Linked DNA regions of Mus musculus: region 1 is linked to region 2. The links are chromatin contacts, called in public Hi-C maps. All regions are on one chromosome and are shown on one strand. The core of a region is the stretch at or near the end of the contact, and the rest is flanking DNA. Distances in the headings are between cores, read along the strand shown.

What was found. A called contact is a pair of places that touch in the nucleus more often than the background predicts.
Region 1: a contact with region 2 is called in a Hi-C map of uterus, with 2.2 times the contacts expected there. The contact joins the promoter of Lrrc66 here to the enhancer-like site in region 2. A contact is called at or near these places in 4 of 39 promoter capture datasets (3T3-L1-derived adipocytes, HPC-7-derived erythroid cells, embryonic stem cells and 1 more), 15 of 484 Hi-C or Micro-C datasets (the C2C12 cell line, the G1E-ER4 cell line, cerebral cortex and 8 more), 6 of 115 datasets of contacts at active chromatin or transcription factors (bone marrow-derived macrophages, embryonic stem cells, heart atrium and 3 more) and 4 of 9 other capture datasets (adipose tissue, embryonic stem cells, liver and 1 more).

What each region holds. Positions count from the first base shown.
Region 1 is chr5:73,630,725-73,637,331 of GRCm38.p6, reverse strand. It overlaps Lrrc66 (leucine rich repeat containing 66), which reads left to right and starts at 4,911. Exons shown (of 5, transcript NM_153568.1): 1 at 4,911-4,941. It overlaps Sgcb (sarcoglycan, beta (dystrophin-associated glycoprotein)), which reads left to right. Exons shown (of 6, transcript NM_011890.5): 6 at 1,634-4,583. The coding sequence ends at 1,837.
Region 2 is chr5:73,563,022-73,569,432 of GRCm38.p6, reverse strand. No RefSeq gene overlaps it. Among named protein-coding and RNA genes, the nearest start is that of Lrrc66, 66 kb to the left of the region's middle. Within about 2 kb of position 3,067, at least 33 of the 459 cell types and tissues checked have an H3K27ac peak or open chromatin away from gene starts, as enhancers often do. A contact at or near this core is called in intestinal crypt epithelium, trophoblast stem cells and uterus, where this site is marked.

The DNA of each region.
Region 1 (6,607 bases), core at 3,662-6,161, 66 kb before region 2:
ATTAGATACGAGCTGCTTCTCTACCCAGAAACTTGTAGCCACCGACATTTTCTATGAGATGGAGTCTCACCTGCACCTTAGGCTGGCCTGGGCTCAAATCCTCCTGCCTCTCAAGTGCTGGATCGGAACGCTGGGATATAGATTTGTGCCACAGCGCCTGCTTCAGACCTTTTAAAAAGACCCATCTCTATCACCCTCTAAGTGAGCTTCCCTTCCAGATAAAGCCCTAAGTCTATCAGCTCAGCCCCCACTATTTATAGGTCTGCCCCCACTATTTCTTTGTCTCACATCCTTCTGAGCCCCTTTCCCTTAACTTCTGAGCGTCCTGTACCCTGAACCTACATAAGACACACCCTCACTGTGGCCTCCACTGGCGAGCCTTCCCTAGTGACCCACATGCCCCACTCACTCACACCTCCACTTCTGTTGGGATGCAAACGACTGTCTCTGGCACCTTGTGTAAACTGCAGTCCTCAGCCACCCACCCTCTGTTCACCCTGCTTGTCTTCCCTTGTAGCATTTATGCCCCCGCATGCCCTAGAGTTTCCTGTGCTGACTTATTATCTGCCTCCCTCCAGTGAACAGCACTCTATAAGAACAAACTTGGCTGTTGAGCCCATGTTCACTGTCATCGCCCCAGTGCCTAGGATGGCGTCTGGCAGGTGACAGCATTTAGTCATTATTTGTTAAATGGGAGAGAAGAAAGGAGAGGAGGAGGGGGGGAGACAAGAAGAAACTTACTAGTCTCTTGGGAGGCTGAGATGGCTCAGTTGGAGAAGTGCCTCCAAACAAGCAAGGAGACCTGAGTTCAGAACCATCCATCACACACCCAAGTAAAAAGCCACGCATGACTGTGCCACGAGCCTGTAATCCTGCTGCTAAGGCTGTAGAGGCAGACGGATCAGACAGAGTAGCTGACTTGCCGAGCTCCAGATCCAGTGAGAGAGACAGAGACAGAGACAGAGACAGAGACAGAGACAGAGACAGACCTTGCAATAAGGAGTATGATAGCCACTGACAAAGGCATACATGTTCAACCTCTGAGCTCCATGTGTGCACATGCTCACACAAATGCTTGAGAGCGCGCGCGCGCGCGCGCACACACACACACACACACACACACACACGGTCTTAAGAGTGTACAGATGAGAATGATTCTGTAGCTATGAGTTTAAATAAGAAACCCTCAGTTTTTTTTGAAGGCCTAGTCTGATAAACTACATAGTTTTAATATTTAATTGAATTTCTACTAACTAAATTTAATTTCCTATAAGAGAAAAATACTCTTCTCCCCCAATCAATATCAACATCAGTCAATAAGTAAAAATTCTCTGGAGTCAAAAAGTGAAACTTACCCAAGACTTTGTCACTGTGCACAGGCTGTGATCTTGACTCGTGCTGGCGTGCTGAGTTGTAGGTTTGTGGATGTACAATATGGGCTGACTGGGCGAGGGGTCGCCTTTGAATCCTTGTGTGTATTGTGACTTTGCTGTGCCACAGTTGGTTTGATCATGGCTTTACTCTCTGACTGCCAACTCCTCCTCCTGCTAGTTCCTAAGTCCTGTCTAGTTTAGTGTCTCTCTTTCGTGCCCGCTGGTGGATGTGACTGAACCATGTTACTGTGTTCCCATAGGAAAACAGCATCATCCTCAACGGCACGGTGATGGTCAGCCCTACGCGCCTGCCCAGTTCCTCCAGCGGGGACCAGTCAGGGAGTGGTGACTGGGTGCGCTACAAGCTCTGCATGTGTGCAGATGGCACACTCTTCAAAGTACAAGTAACAGGTCACAACATGGGCTGCCAGGTCTCAGACAACCCTTGTGGGAACACTCATTAGACGGTGCATCCGCAGGGCTCAGCGCGCTCAGATCTGACTTGACCTTCCCCTTTTTAAGAATGCATGTGAACCATGTTTGTACAGCGTTTGCCATAACTTGTAATTATTTTACCTGGGGAGCACCACTGTGTCTATTATGTACTCTCCATATTTAAGGGATCTTGAGTGCCTACATTCTAATACATTTTAGTAAGTTGCACTGATACTCAACAGTTCTCTAAAACAATGATGAGAAATTAATAAAATAAAATTAATCTTTGAAGTGTTTTTAACATTCTACTATATCTTGTCCTAGAGGACAAAGGGCTGAAGTGGTTGAGACACTCCATCAGTAAGCCTTGGTCATTCTAAGGGAGAGATCCACTAGAGATGTTTGGAGAGACAGGGACACTGTGCTCTGTCTTTGGTTTTTAAAAGGGAAGGCACAGATTTTTAATGCATTAACCCAAAGCTACATTTTCACAAACAAGTCATTAAGGAGCTTTCCATATATAAGCTTGTAAGAAACTATGTTTCCTTAGTTTTGCACTAAAGAAAATACTGTCATGGTATGTTTACTTGAAATAATGATACATGTATTTACGGTGTGTGGACGTTAAACGCAATCACAGTTCTCACTCTCGTGAGCAACAGAAGCCATCATCATCAGGCCTCTTCTTGCTGAGCACTGTCCTGGGTGCGATACACTTGATCTCTCTGACTCCCACTGCACCTCTCTAAGCAAGGGCTTCGATCCCAGCTTTACCCATCAGGAAACTGAAGGTCAGCGAGGTTCAGGATGCTGCCCCATACTATACAGGGTTGGGAGTCAAGTACAATTCCAACCCAGGTAAACCTGATTCCAAATGTGTTTCTGCCTTTTTTACTATCTACACTGAATTTTCAACTATTTAAAACTCTCAAAGAATGGGAAAAACCTAATCCTAATTCACCTAACAGGTAAAAAAACAAGCATGTGTGCTACTCTAGTTAAAATGCCAATGCTAGAAAAACATGACCAATCACTGTCAGACTTTAAACTCTCTTGAGCCAGTTCTAAGATGTCATTCAATAGACAGACCAGCTTGGTCTGCTTGTCATGTGGGAGTACCTGAATGAGTTATAGAGAAGCTGGCATACTTTTCCCTAAACCCTGGGGAAGCTCAGTGGAAAGGGGGGAAGCTAGGCCTCAGTAGGTCCTGCTGTCCAGAGGTTGTTCCTCCTGTGTCCCATACCAGCATCACCCTTTAGAAGAATTCTGTGTGTGCCTAGAAATTAATATACACGAGAATAAAGGGTGCTAACTGGAAAGATGACGCAGGTCATTTTAGCTAGGTATAAAACCTTGATCTCTGCTCCTCACCTCAGTCTCATTTTAATTAATTACAGCCCTCAAGCCAGTTGATTCTTAGTACAGTTTATACTTGATTTAAAAGGAATTTCTTGGTATTACTAAGAAACATGGGATTGGGGATGAAGAATAATGCATAGCTCCAAAGCAGACAGTAGGGAGGCACCATGGGCCTAGCTACAGAGAAGGATGTTGGTACTCTGTCATGGTCACTTAGAACTGTGTGGGTAAAAAATGAGCACATAAAACAATTCGTGTTCACTGTTGTCACAATTCTGTCAAATGAAAAAATGAAATACCTTATAGACTGTGAACTCAGGCTAAGGTGAGAGTTGACTGGAGACCAGACACTAAGTGCAGATTTTAGATGTAAAGAAAGAGAGCAATTTATACCTCTGGATATATTCAAGTATTGTTTAATAACTAAATAATGCTCAGAAAAATCACGCTTGGAATTCTCATGTCCATGCTCAGTGTATTTTTAAATTGTACATTTGTTTCATGTTCTATTTAAATTTGTTTTGAGAATTTCTTTAAATAAATATTTTTACTAAATCCACAGAACCCTATATTACAAAGTATTATTTACTGAATACAATTCATGAGAAAAAAGTGTATTTTTACGTCTGTGGGAAACACTTGTGTTTTGATACATCTCCATTGAGCACTTTGAAGTTTGAGCATATCCTGCTGCTCTGTAAAGCGCGTGGTTACTAGGTATGCTATTTTAGACTGCATTTTGGGTAGACCCTCTGACACACTGACCTGAAAGCAGAGAAGCGGAGCTTGGTGCACAGTGAAGCGGCACTGTTAAATCTGGCCACCAGGGGGCGTATGCCTTCTCATGTGTTCATTTCTTCGGTTTTGAACATAGCACACTGAGAGGACTTACTGCAGCGCTGGGGAAGGTAGGTGCAGGAAGGACCCAGGGAGGAAAGCAAACACACATTTAACAGACAGTATTCGAGAGGTGAATATCAATGCAAAGAGATAGAAATAAAAAGAAGACCCCTTCCAGACTGTCCAGTGAGAGGTTGGGGGGTGGGGGATACACAACACAAAGCAGGAGCTACCTGCCGACTCGGCAACCTTTTAAAATATTCTTCGGTGGCAATCTTCTTGCACTGTGACAGAAGCAAAATAAACTTTGTGTGATAGTTTTGGTGATGAAAGGTAGAATTTCTACCTGTTTTTGATGAGTGGTTTGTGTTTTCTTGTTTGTTTGTTTTTTGCTTTTTTAAAGGAGTTAAAAACTTGTTTTTAACTTGATGAAGAGGAGACCACTAAAGTGCTGCTCATGGTAATCTTTTGAACGACATCAAGAGGGGCAAAGTTTACAAGTTATGCCACACAAAAATATACCTATGTATTTCAGATTGATGACCTCTGTTTACAATAAAGCTCTGTGAACTTGGCGGTCAGTTTCTTCGTGACTTTATTAATGAGCATCTACATTAGCACAAACACACAGATTCTAAATATGGCTGGAGACTGGAGCATCAAGACCTGCTTATGCGACCTCTCTGCAGGCAGAGGTAGAGAGCCGCCCAATCTCAGTTTAGATTCTCACCTTCTGGGCCTTAGAAGAAGGCTTCTCTCCGAGTGGCCGAGGAAAGGGTGTGGACTCAGTAAGGGAGGAGCCCAGAGATGAAAGGGTTGGGCTGGCTGCAGAGCTGGGTAAGGTGGGCGGAGTCTCAAGGGCACAGATTTAAAATCCTCCCCTGGCTGGATCAGCTGGAGACAGACCAGTTAGAAACTACCTAAGGACCCTCAGGTAGGCCCCCGGAGCAGCGTCCTGCCCTTCCTGGGCCTCATTTCCGGAAGGGCTTCTATCCACTGTTTCCCCTTTCTTTTTCCAATTTCTTAGAGAAGAATTCATCTTTTCTCTACTTCCGTTTTTCCTGTTACCTTCTCGGTCTCACTCCGACTACACGTTCTCCAGTTATTTCTACTTCCTCACACTTCAACCCAAACGAGTCTCAAAAGTCAATTTCTACTTAATTACCTGTACTTTCCTCTGGAGTTCTCCCGTTTGTGGGGTTTGGTGGTGGTGGTGGTGGTGGTGGGTGGTTTGGGCTTTTGGGTTTTTGTTTTGTTTGTTTGTTTTCTGGGTTTTGTTTTGTTTTGTTTGTTTTTTGTTTTTGGTTTTTGGTTTTTTGGTTTTTACCTCACATAGACATTTGTATGTAATATAATGCTTCTTTTCATCTCAGACATAAAATTATACTAATCTGCCTGTTTTTAGTGCAAATCTATTCACGTATCAATCTCTTCACCTCGAAAAAGGCCAGACTATAAAAACCTTTCATTTATATTCCATTTTAAAAATGTATGTTTGAACCCCATTTTTTTCTTCAGAGTTGAAAGAATGTGCATAAGTATGATCGCTGTAATTTTTTTGCTACTATTACATTAGCTTGACGTCCAGTTGTATGCACAATGATTGCAGCGTTGGCATCAAAATAAATCTCTCTCTGACCAAGAAAATGAATTCAGCTTTTGGTATTGCGTAAGGGGCATACTATAATTTACTCCTTGCCGTAGGTAGGGCACCTTTGCAGTTTATGTACCTAAATTTAGATGCCCTCTGAGAGATGGGAGAGTTGACCTTGCATGAAACAAAAGTTTAGAAGTTGCAGTGAGAATGTCCTTCATTCTGTGCATTCATTCATGCAGAAAGCATAGCCAGTGACAGGCTCCAGAGCCTTAACTCTAGGAGGCACACGGGGGGGGGGGTGGGGGGGGGGCTACTTGCTCTCCTTTCCCTTTTGTGCTAACAATGTGTGATGGCATTGACATTCTGTCAAGCTGAGTGGAATTGAATGCATTCACTCAGTAGTTACTGAAAATATCGGGAAAGCAAAGGCGAAGAAAGCATTGGCTACTGTGAGAAAGGCAGGCTCAGACCCTACAAATTGAGATGAGACTTGACGGATGTGCACTCTTCAGACCGTAGAGGGGAGTGGCATTGACCGTGGGTTAGAGGCAGACGCAAAACTCATTTTACTGTGAGGTAGACACATGCATCCCTAGCCCAGGCCACGGCTTGCCGTTGCCCTGCAAGGGCCTCATCAAGGTAGCTGTGGTATAGAAAGTTCTGAATGCCTACCTTGGGAATTTGGACTATAGGCAATTAAAGAAACACTTAAAATTTTCGAAGGAGAAAAAAATGCATATGGAAAATAATATTGGGGGTAGAATGATCCCTGGAATTACCTATGATGCAGAGGAGAGTGGGCAGGAGGGCAGGAAGCTCAGCAGAGCTATTCTAGTATTTCAGACGTGACAGTGAGACCAGGCAGGAATGGGTGATTTGTGGCTGAGAAAAATTGTTTGTATTCTGGTTTTGTCTTTGCAGGGTTTAGCGCAGAGCAAATCTCACAAATCCATTTCCCCCACCTCTTGCAGGTGCTTTCTTGCATGCATACTGCCTTTGTAGC
Region 2 (6,411 bases), core at 1,818-4,317:
TTGGAAGGATTAGGAGGTGTGGCCTTGTGGGAGGGGCGTGGCCTTGTCGGAGGGATGTGGCCTTGTGGGAGGAGGTGTGACCTTGTGGGAGGGGCGTGGCCTTGTGGGAGGAGGTGTGCAGCTAGGGATGGGGAAGTGGAAGGAGGTCTAAGATAAATTGTAAAGGGCATCATCATAGCCACTGATCAGCTTCCAGACTTGAGCCATTTAAAGACAGCAAATCTCTCAAAGGAAGGGGATTCTAGGTTCTTTTATAAGGACCCCAGATTACCCCAAATTTATAATGTGAGTCTTTCTTCTAGCTTCCCCAAAGCGGTTCTACAATCTTTACAAGAATAACTGTGCTTTGGGGAAAGGGAAACAATGAAAGCAATGAAGGACATTGACTCTGAGCTGACAGGGTTCTGGAGAAACAGTGCATCACTGTGGTTCATCAATGAGAGAGGTTAAGTGGTCCATGGGTCTTGAAGAATGACAGAATATTATCATAAGCTTAACCAGACAACAGCTCCAGTTGCAACTGCTATATCAGACATGGTTTCATTGTCTGAGCAGCTCAGCCCACTCTTGGAGTGTGACATGAATCTACTGACCCAATGGATGTCCTTCTCCATCCCTGACAAATAGATACACAAGAAAGCTGTGTACTTGACCTGGGAAGGCCAGCAACACTTTACTACCCAACCCCAGCCCCGTGTCATAAAATAGCTAATGGGAACTCGACTACCTTTCTTTCCCATAAGATCACATTGATCTACTACATGGATGGCATCATGCAGGAAGACAGAAAGACAGATATTTTAATGAGAAGCTGGAGAAATGGTTCTGTGGACAACAGTGTTTTCTGTAAAAGCATGACCTGAGTTCAAATCCTTAGCATCCACGTAAAAAGCTGGGCAGGGCTGCATGTGCCTGTAAACCTAGTGATTGGGGAAGGCAGAGACATGTGGATCCTGGGAACTTTCTGGCCAGCGATTTTAGCCAAAGTGATGAGCTTCAGGGTCAAAGAGAAAACACATAAGGTGTGAAGCAACAAAGGATGGCACTTGCAAACCCATATGTGGATATACCACTCACATACACACACATGCACACACACACACACACATAGACAGAGAGACAGGCAGAGAAACAGAGAGACAGAGAAAGAGACAAAGACAGACAGAGAGAGACAGATGGAGACAGACAGAGACAGACAGAGAGAGAGTTGTAACAATACTGTTGGTAATACACTTGCATGTCAGAGGTAGACAAAAACCCCAACCAACTTGGAGGGAGCTTTCTCCCACACAGAAAAATTCAAGGGATCTAGGGTATGGGCCTTGTTGAGATGTCCCTCTGAGGCTGAAGATAAGTCGCTCCATCTGGTCCCTCCTGCATGGGTCTCTTCGTGACTCACCTTGGATTGCTGAAGGAATATGCTCTTCCTTGGCTCTATTACTCTTGTTGGCTTGCCAGGTGACTATTAATTTTGAGTGGGCAGGGTCCAGAATACAAGAAGATGTTGTCTGTAGTGTTTGTCATGTCCAGGACACTGTGTAAGCTATTCTGTGTCTGGCACTGTTCAGGATCCAGTGTGATGGCTATTCTCAGCTGCCAACTTAACTACACCCAGAATTAACCAAAAACTCAGGCAGCTGGGTAGCCCTGTGAAGGATCTTTCTTGATTGAGTTATCTGAAGGAGGATGACCCACTTCTTCTGGATCTTTTGAGGTGGGAGGACCCACCTTTTGTCTTGAGCAGTTATTGGGCCTGAGTAAACACTGAGTACTTAACTACGGGCACTACATCACTATGAGACCTGAACTGCCCACCGTGAGCTGGGTGTGGGCTGATCCTCCAGACCGTAAAGTTAAGCAAGCGCCTCAGTATGTCATCACCAAGCAGAAGTGGAGTGTCTAAGACCAGGCCTGAGCAGGCCTGGAAGGTATCCGTAAATTATATAAAAAATGGTCCATACGTCCCTGGGTCTCTATCCTGCTATGCTTCTTTCTCTCAGCTGTCCCTGGGACCTGGGGCAGGGATTAATTCCCTCACTACCTACTGACAATGGAACAGAGATTTAGGTATTCGTTATAAATGGCTCCTTGTGATATGTAGGGACCACCTCAGTGAAGGTAACTTCAGCCTCATGGCCCTTCCTGGGACATCTCTGAAGAACTGTGGTAAAGGGACATCCTCCCAGCTCTTCAAAACAGAGGACTGCCAGACGTATCATTACATGAACTGTGACTAATACCTTGGCTCGATGATCAGAGACTTGGGACAAACAAGACTGTAAAATTGGAGACTAAGAAAAGGATGAGCAAACAAACCCAGCCCCAGCCCCTGTGCATCCTGTATGAATACTCACCAAAGGTGTTCCCAACAGAGGAAGTCTTAACTAATCAGGCGATAGCTGACCTTCCCTGTGGATACCAGCCAGCCTTTATTGCTAGACAGTCCTGTCATTGTCCAGTTGGTTCATAAACAAATGACTGAGGTAGCCGAAGTGGCAATTATACACAGGCTTAGCAACCAAGGTTGGTCTGGTTAAGATCATTGCTGGGGGTGAGCGGGGCAGTCAGTGTGCCAGCCTCAAAGACTAACGCCGAAGCAGAGTAAGAACCATTCTTCTGGGATGATGAGTGAGCGATCTCACAGCAGCTGGACTGCACTGGACAGCTTCCATCGTGGGAAGGACAGCCAGCGTTTTGTTCTATCAGATTAGACATCTGACTCTGGATATGGAGTTGCCTTCCTTACATGCAGCAGATTCTGCCAAACTCCTATTGGTGAACTTATCGAAAGCCTCCCCAGCAGTGGCATACCACCCAGCACTGCTTACAATCAAGAAACTCACTCCACAGCAAACCAAGTACAGCCATGCGCCATGCTCATGGGATTTACAGTCTATGTTCCCACCATCCTAAAGTAGCTGGCCTAATAGAACTGTAGAGTGGCCCTTTGAAAGCTCACGAGGTAGCAATACTTTGTGGAGCTGGGACAAGGTTCTCCACAAGGCTGTACATGCCCTGAATTGGTTGTGCCAGGATTCTTGGGTCCAGCAGTCAAGGGGTGGGAACGGGAGTGGCTCCATTCATTAACACCTGTTGTTGACTCACTTACAAAATTTGCTTCCTCAGTCCACACGGCCTTTGCTCTGCCGGCCAAGACATCTTGGTGCCAAAAGGAAAATGTTTCCACCAGAGGGTAGAACAATAGCTGCATTGAGCTGGAAGTTAAGATTGCTGCTGGCCATTTCGGAACTGCCATACCTGTGAATTGACAAAAGGGGATTCTAGGTGGTTTAGGGACACCAATCCTAAGGAGAAACCGTGCTCATTTCTCAATGGTGGGAACACATTCAGCCAACCCAATGGGCATGGCTCATGGCTGCATTTATTTATTTTTCTCTGAGGTGGGTTTCTTGATGGCAAGCAATGCTGTGCACATGGCATTGTTGGCGAGGGAGGCATTCTGTAAGTACACAAAGACAAACTCCACATATAAGGAAAATACGCCCAGAAGACAGGAGATCCTGTAGGCATTATGTCTCATGAGAAAGGATCCGAGGCTGTAACTCACCTGGAAGAGTACATGCCTAGTATGCACAAAGCCCTGAGTTCAGTCCCCAGAACAATATAAATTGGCCATGACAGAGCCCACTTATAATCCCAGTGCTTGGAGGCAGAAGGATCACAAGTTCAAAGTCAACTTCTGCCTCATAGTGAGTTTGAGGCCAATGTAGCGTACATGCGACCCTATCTTAAAACAAAGTAAAAATAAAAGAAAACATTTTAAAAAGGAGGAAGAACAAAGGAAACTTTGATGGCTCCATCTAGGAAAGACTCCTGGCCCCCTCGTCCTGGTAAATAACTGTGACCAGCTGACACGCTTGTGGAGGGCAAAGGAAATGCAGCGTGGGTAACAGTAAAAGGCGGTTACAAATGTCAGGCTTCCACGCGGCCAGTCACAGACACGAGGGCTGTCATTGTCCCAGTATGTCCTCCCACTGCCACACTGAGAGTCTATGTGCCAATCTCATCAATTATGGCATCCATAACAAAGTACCATAGACCAGGAGTCTTATAAGCAATAGAAATGCACTTCTCAGAGCTCTGTAGACAGCAAGTCCAAGGCCAGAGTATTGGCACAATCAGAGCCAACCTTCTCCAGACTGCACACTGCTAACTTTCCTTGATTTATTCAATGGCAGAAATGATACTATTTGAGCACTTTTATTTTTAAATAAATTTACTAATCCTTTCATGACCCAGATACCTTCTAATGTCCCTCATACTGAAAGTTGAAATTCCAACCTATTTACTAAATATATCACCCTCTTCACTTCACTTTCTCTATATGGTGCCTAAAATGTCCCAGGGTATCAATGAGACAAGTATGAAGAGCCTTGTCTGGCTGAATGCATTCTCTTCTATAACTGTCACGTCAGTAAGCCATGGACTAGACTCAATGACACCTGTGAACTCCCAGTTTGTAGAGACCCAGGTTTCACACTGGTTAGCTAGCAAAGCTAGATCCACGAGTACACATATGACCTCTGAAGAGACCCTACGCCTTCTCCATCTAGCCCTCTACCTACACTGCAGGATGTTTCAGCTGAGCCAAGCCAGTATCTTTCCAGTCTACTGTGGGCCTGGGGCTCATGTCCACTGCGGTGGTTTGAGTAAGAAATGTCCCCTGTAGTCTCAGATATTTGAACACTTGATTCGCAGTTGACGGTGCTGCTTGGGGAGATTTTAGATGGTGCAATGTTGCTTGAGGAAGTACATCACTGTGGGGTGAGCTTTGAGATTACTTACTCTTACCTAGTTCTCCATTTTATCTTTGTAATTAGGGGTATGGCCTTTCAGCTTCTTGCTTTGGTCACCATGCCTGCCTCTAGCGACAACTCTCCAGCACGATAGACTCTTAATCCTCTGGAACTATAAGCCCAAATAACTCTTTTGTCCTTGATCTATTCTCGGCCCCCTCATTCTTCAATCCGTTGACTTTTGACTTTCTGGTCCCTTCTACACCCTCTTACTAATTTCACATGGAGCATCTGCCTAAAGCATGATCGAAGTCTGATGGCGACACTGAGAATCTGAAAATCAGCGTTGAGGTGGAAGAGGCGATGTAGAAGGGTTCATGCGCACTGAGACACAAGAATGAGCTGCCAAGAGGCGTGATGCCAGGCTTTCAGACTGTCAAAAGATTACAGCCTCACCCAACCTTCTCTCTCAGGATGTGACACAAAAGAACCACCACAGGCCAAGGAACACAAATGAATCACTAAGCTGAGAGAAAGAAGACTGCAGTGTGGCCTGGGAAGCCAGGCCCACTCTTCTGGGATGCAGTTCACACTGGTAATGGGGACAACTACAGCTTTCTCCTCCTATTTGTTCTCATTTCTGGAGAACACAAGTTTGTAACTTTAGAACTTCAAACTAGGACAATCCCAAAATGTCACTGTTAAGGGAGAAACACCCAGGGCCTGTTGAGCTGACTTTCATACAGCCCAGACTCACCCTACAGTGCCTTCAAAGGAATGTCTTTTGAGTGTGAACGTTTCTTTGGGAGATGGGACGTCACTTTTACTCACTCTTTACAATGTTCCTATTATTTTGTCCCTGTTTCTTAGCTTCTTACTCTCTCTGAGACCCGCAGAGCATGACTTCTACAAATGCACTTCTTTTCTCTTCAAGTAATTGATGACATGCCAGAGATGGATTCAAACCAGGGAAAAATTAAACTCTTCTGCCAAAAGTAATATGTGGGCCTATGTTGGGTGGTCCTCTGCCTCACAAGCTTAGGATGGGGCCAGAAAGCCCGAGGAGTCACAGGAGTCATCTGTGGTTTTGCCAGCTGAGAGAACTACAAAGACAAGTGACCTCTGGTGGAACCAGAAACACTTTTCTGGGATCGTCTATGTAGAAGTTACTCTTCACATAACAATTTGGAGTTTTCAAGACTGAGCATGGTGGTATGTGTGCTTCTCAGCCCTCGAGAGGCTGAGGCAGGTTTGCCATGAGTTTTAGGCCACTCTGGGCTACAGTTTGAGAACCTGACAGAAAAAGCTCAAAACAAACACAGAAAGAAACAAACCAAAAAACAAAAAACGGCTGGAGAGGTGGCTCAGTGGTTGAGAGCACTGGTTGCTCTTGCAGAGGCCTCAGATTTCACACTGGAATTCCCAGCACACACCCACCTGTAACTCCAGTTAAGAGTAGTTCAGTATGAATACACACACACACACACACACACACATACACACACACACAAACACACACACACACACATACACACACACACACTACCCCATCTCTAAAAAAGTGCACCTTGCCATTGTTAGGCACAAACAGATCATGCACAGTGCCAAGTTTCCTCATTTCAGTAGCCCTGGGTTTGACCCAATAGTCATCTTT